Linked DNA regions of Ovis aries: region 2 is linked to region 1. Evidence: chromatin contacts called from public Hi-C data. All regions are on one chromosome and are shown on one strand. Each heading gives the region's core, a stretch centred on a gene start, on an enhancer-like site or on the middle of the called end of the contact. The rest is flanking DNA. Distances are from core to core; before and after follow the strand shown. Region 1 holds the start of ABAT (4-aminobutyrate aminotransferase). Region 2 has its middle 23 kb from the start of TRNAS-GGA.

The links. A called contact is a pair of places that touch in the nucleus more often than the background predicts.
Region 2: a contact with region 1 is called in a Hi-C map of liver, with 4 times the contacts expected there. The contact joins the enhancer-like site here to the promoter of ABAT in region 1. A contact is called at or near these places in 7 of 16 Hi-C or Micro-C datasets (blood, hypothalamus, liver and 2 more).

The regions. Positions count from the first base shown.
Region 1 is chr24:8,099,329-8,102,028 of ARS-UI_Ramb_v3.0, reverse strand. It overlaps ABAT (4-aminobutyrate aminotransferase), which reads right to left and starts at 1,255. Exons shown (of 16, transcript XM_004020759.6): 1 at 1,132-1,255.
Region 2 is chr24:8,360,058-8,362,757 of ARS-UI_Ramb_v3.0, reverse strand. No RefSeq gene overlaps it. Among named protein-coding and RNA genes, the nearest start is that of TRNAS-GGA, 23 kb to the right of the region's middle. Within about 2 kb of position 1,292, at least 2 of the 54 cell types and tissues checked have an H3K27ac peak or open chromatin away from gene starts, as enhancers often do. A contact at or near this core is called in liver, where this site is marked.

The DNA.
Region 1 (2,700 bases), core at 6-2,505:
TGGGGGCCCTTCTCTCTGCATGGACACCCTCTTCTCCAGGAGAGGGGTTGGTCCGTCTCAGGGGAGTTTATTTGGAACACAGTCCTTTGTGTATGTGTGTGTGTTTTGGCGGGGGGGGGCGGTGGTCCTCACTGGTCCTGCTGCCTCAGAGGCCATCTCTGCTGGCAGTTTGGCGGCTCCGGTATGATCTCTAGGCTGAGGAGCCCAGTTCTAAGGGTTTCAGTCTTCTAAACTTCTTACTAAACCTCAACCTCTGCTCTTATCTCTGGCAATCGTGGGAGAGGAAAGGAGATGGGATTAGGTGGAGTAGAGAGGTGGGAGGGATGGGACAGGGTAGGGGTGGTGGTTAATGGGATGGGATTTAACGCAAAAGCGTTAAAGGGGTGGGGTGAGGTGTGTGGCTTGGTCCAGACGAGTGACCGGAGCCTTGCCCTGTTTCTGAATGTGAAAACCCCTCCTCTTGCATCTTGAGAAAGAGGAGTAATCTCCCAAATGCCTTAAATGTAAAGGTGTTCAAGGCAATCAATCTTCTCTCTCTGATGGATGAAGAGGGGTTGGCGCGGGGGGAGACAGGGAATTGAGTCCAGTTTCTGAGTTGGGGGGGTGGGGTTACACGGAGGTCTGATTGCATTTGAGGGTTATATGCAGCGTCTCTGGCCAGCGATATCCTTCTTTTAGGGAGGGGCTTATTTTCCCTCCTGGGGGGAAGCACCCCGTTATCTCCGAGCTGAGAAGGGAGGGTGGGGAGAAGAATCCAAACTTAGTTTTTTAGGGACGGGGTAGAGGCATGCGTCTCCCAAGAAATGATGGGCCCTAGAAACCCGGGGAGGCTGGAACCCACTTTGGGGGCGGAGGGAAGCACGTTCCATTCCAAGGGGGAATGTGGGGAGAGCAATCTTATTTCTAGAGCTGGGGGGCCCATGTCCGAAGGGAAAAGGAAACTATTTTGCTCTCTGGACGGTGGACGGCTGTCTCTTTTCGGGACAGAGGGACCCGCGTCTCGGAAAGATGAGGGCTCGGTCTCTTAAGAGAAGATGCCCCGTTTTTGCTCCCTAGGGGGCAGGGCCGAAGGATTCCATCTCAGCTAGCGCGAAAGGGCTCGCCTCAAGCGACCCGGCGCCAGGTCCTTACCTCCAGGCCTCTGCTCCAATGTGCGGACTCCAATCCGCCCGGCTGCGACTTGAGCGATCGGCGTCCTGCGCTCCGGCGGCGGCCGGTCTCTGCCTCGCTTCCCCCAGCGACTCGCCGGGCTTCTGGGCTCCGCCGAGCCGCGCTGGCCAATCAGCGCTGCGGGTCCCGGCCCTCGCGCGCGCCACCGCCAATGAGCGCGCCCGCCACGGGCCACCGCCCCCGGGAGGGCGGGGGAAGGCGGGCCGGGGGCAGAGTCCGGCCTCCCGGGGGCGGAGGAGCCGGGGGCCCGGAGGAGCCGGGGGCCCGGAGGAGGGGCCGCGAGGGCCGGGATGGAGGAGCCGGATTGTGACCGCGGCGGCGAGGAGCCCCAGCCGAGCTGGGGTGTGGGGAGCCAGTCTCTGAAATGGGGGGCGGGGGGGGGGGAGAGGCTCTATAGGCTGGTTTAACCTAGACCTTAATTGCCCCCTGCCCCTTTTCTGGATACTGGGGGCTGCAGACGTGTGTAGCTGCCCCCTCTGCACCATGAGCCTTAGATCTCGGGCTCCGGGAAGCCTAGATTCAGAGTTAGACAAGGTTCCGTAAGAAAGGGAGGGCAAAAGAGCATAGAGTCCCCTTCCACCCACCACCACCACCCCGCCCACGCACACCCTCCCTCCGGGCAAGTGCTCAGGGTCTTCTCGCTCTCAGCTCTCTGAGCTGCCATTCATTTAACACCTCCCAGCTAGTGCATCCTTGGGGCAGTGCAAAAATCACTGGACTAGGAGCCCATGGTTCCTCGGGCACTAACGCCTCCTTCATGAGCACAAGTGAGAGGGTAGATGTGATGAAGCTGCCTTTACAAAACTTAAAGTGCTGTATGAAGACTAGCTAATACTAAAGTGTGAATAACTGCCAGCCCAGTAGCTTTCTACAGGTATTTGGAAAGAGGATGCATTGGTTCAATGGTAAAATCAAAGACACAGGAAACTACCCATCAGAAAACAACAAGAGCTCACGAAGTGCTCCTGATGAATAGCTGTTACAGAATTAAAAATGCCAAGAAAGAATACAGCTTGGGTTTCCCCACTCAGCCTGATCAGGTAACTATTTTCTTTGTTTGCATCTTGCAAAACCCTGAGGTCCTTCCTTCCTGCCTTCCATGAATCCAGGCTGCCCTATATCCGATTAGGCGAGCAGGACTATAGTCCTTGGAATTAAGATAAATATTAAGAAAAAAAAAAAGTTGTGGGGCGGGGGTTTGCTTCCCAGGTGGCTCAGTGGGTAAAGAATTCACCTGTAATGTAGGAGACACAGGAGACTCAGGTTCGATCCTTGGGTTGGGGAGATCCTCTGGAAGAGGGCATGGCAACCCACTCCAGTATTCTTGCCTGGATAATCCCATGGACAAAAGAGCCTGGCGGGCTACAGTCCATGGGGTGACAGAGTCGGACATGACTAAAGCAACTGAGCACGCCAAAGCGAATGAATACATTTAAAAACTGCCGAACAAACCACCTGCCGTCTAGTGTGGTCTGTGACTACAGGGACCAAAAGAAACAATAAATGAGAATAGTACAAAGGAGGGCTTCC
Region 2 (2,700 bases), core at 43-2,542, 260 kb before region 1:
TCCCTGAGCCAATCACAGGCAGCAAAATGGGATTACCAAGTTTAGACCAATCAGAGTCCACTCCTGCAGCTGGGGGACGGGATTGGCTGGCCCTCAGTCACGTGGGCTACATGCGTCTCTGGATTTCAAGAAAAGCCAGACTGGTTGCTGAGTAGGCAATCAACAGTGCCCCCCACATTGCCTCCCAGGGTTATCAAGAAGATTAAATAAGAAAATGCCTTTAAAGCACTTAGCACGGTGCCTCACACCTATTATTAAGCTTATCTGTGTTGTTAGTGGGAGCCAATTGAGTGCAGGGCACTGCTAAATTGGTTTCCAAAGGAGAACAGAGAGTACTGGCAGGATAGATTTTTCTTTCTTTCTCTTTTTGCTTGGTACAGTTAAAAGAGAAAGAGTATAAATATTCTTAACCATTTGCCAGCTGTCAGGTGCCTTGAAGACAGACTCAGAAACTGATGCAATCATGAGGCAGTACTTGAGTTTAATCTGATACAACATTCACCACCACCACCCCCCCAAAAATAATAATAGATGCAAACAAATGAAATGACTGATCTTAAGGGGGTGTGAGGGTCATGAAGCTTGAGTTTTGGGGGCCCTTACTTCTCCCTTCCTAAGACCTGAGTGTAAGATGATAACATATTTTAGGTGTTGTGTTTTTAAGTCATAGGGTGTGCTTTTTGATCCATTAGATCAGGGGTTGGCAAACAGTAGCATTTGAGGCAAACCTGGCCTGCTGTTGGTTTCCTAACAATTTTATAATAGTGATTAAATCTTTTTTTCTTGAGGAAGACCACTCCAAAATCTGGAATCTCTGATGTGACTTTCTCCTTTGAATACAAAGTCAAACTCACAGAGGTCAGTTTGGAGGTAAGTTATTGGTGAAAACCCTTTGGAACTTCAGAGGTAAGTTCTTTCTCTTTCCTTTTTCTCTCTCTCTGGTCTCTGTTGCTTGCTGCCTGGCTTTATTTTGCATGGATATTCTTGCTATGTGGCTTCCCAGATGGCTCAGTGGTAAAGAATCCTCCTGCCCACGCAGGAGACGTGGGTTCAATCCCTGGTTTGGGAAATTCCTTGGAGAAGGAAACAGCAACCCACTCCAGAATTCTTGCCTGGGAAATCCCATGGACAGAGGAGCCTGGTGGGCTACAGTCCATGGGGTCACAAGAGGGTCGGACACGACTTAGAGCCTAAAACGACAACAATACAGCATTACACCGAGGAACTTCGATCATTCACTCCATTCCCATCAGTGTTATCACTGAGGGTACTGTGAACCAGAGGAGGGACATTTCAGTTTACACAAGGTTACCCTGTATTTGCACAGCAGATCAATCAGTATTATGAAATCACAGACCTGATATAAAGTAATCCTCCCCCCACATTCCCAGGATGAGGAGTGTTACAGGGGAGGGAGAAAGTGCCACATTTATCGTGTCGCTGGTTATGGCTCATCATCTTGGGCCATCTGACCCACAAAAATGGGAAAGGCCTGGAGTCAGAAGGTCTAGCAGGACTCATTTAGGGCTAATCAAACGGATCTCTTTTCATTTACCCGCAGAGGCTCCTCCTTGTGGAAGCTTCTCTCAATGCTGCCAGAGCCTCTTTCCTAGAATAGCTGCAGTTCAGGGGGTGGAGGTGGGTATATTCTCATCCATCAACTTCAGAGAATCCAACATCATTTTTCATCGCTACCTCCAGGGATTCCAGCACCATGCCACTCCCTTTAGTAGACCGGATGTCATTGGCATCTCACCTCCCAGTGGTGTTCAGCAAAAATGTCTCCCTGTCAACCCAGGAGAATGACAGCTGTAACCAAATGCTTCCTCCGTCCTTGTCAAGAGTCAGCTGGGGCAGAAAGGCAGCCAGCTTGAGCAAAGGAGAGAGCTCACATTCAGGAGATGGGAGCGCCTTGCTGAACCTAAAGACTTCAGGAGGGTCCAGAAGTGGAAAGCCATCAGAAACGCAGAACGGTTCTGCATTTCAAGAGCATCTAGGCTCAGTTTCTCTTTGCGAGTTGCATGCCTCCTTTCTCTCCCCAGCCTGACTCCCTGTGCTCCTGGACCACTCCAGGGACTGTGGCAGCTTCAGAGCTCACTCCTAGCCACACAGTCTTTCTCTCAACCTCTCTTTGTGCCTGGTAGTGGAGGAAGGGTGGCCACAGATGGTTAGGCAGGTTCTGCCCTGTGCAAGGGCCCCTGAGCAATGAAGCCCCTAGAGGGTTGAACCCTAGTCCCTCCTGTGTTTATCAAGCCATTCATTAAGGGTGAAGGCTGCATCTACCCACAGGGAAGGTCTTCCTCTAATTCTGCAAAGCTGTTGGATGTATTAGTGGTACCCAGAGCAAACTTTTCTCTGAACTCATCCTCCAATTTGGCCCTTGGATTTACTTAAAGGTAATTCTCTTTCTCCACTACTTGAAGCTTGACTGAGCTTGTTGATCAAGGTACCAAAGGGTAAGGATGTGCTGGGACTAGACCTGTCTTAAAATCTAAATCTTGGAGCCTGCTCACCCTGCAGCAGTGCCTGGAGTCCACCTCGTGGAGCCCAGGGCTACTCCTCTCCCTTCCTGGGTCTGGGTTGTTTAGCTTTTCCTTGGATTCTCTGATCTATCCTCTCTCCTTCCAATAAATGCCTATTTTTCACTTAAGATAAAGTTGTATGCTGCCTAGAACCCTTAGAACAGAAGAATCCTAACTT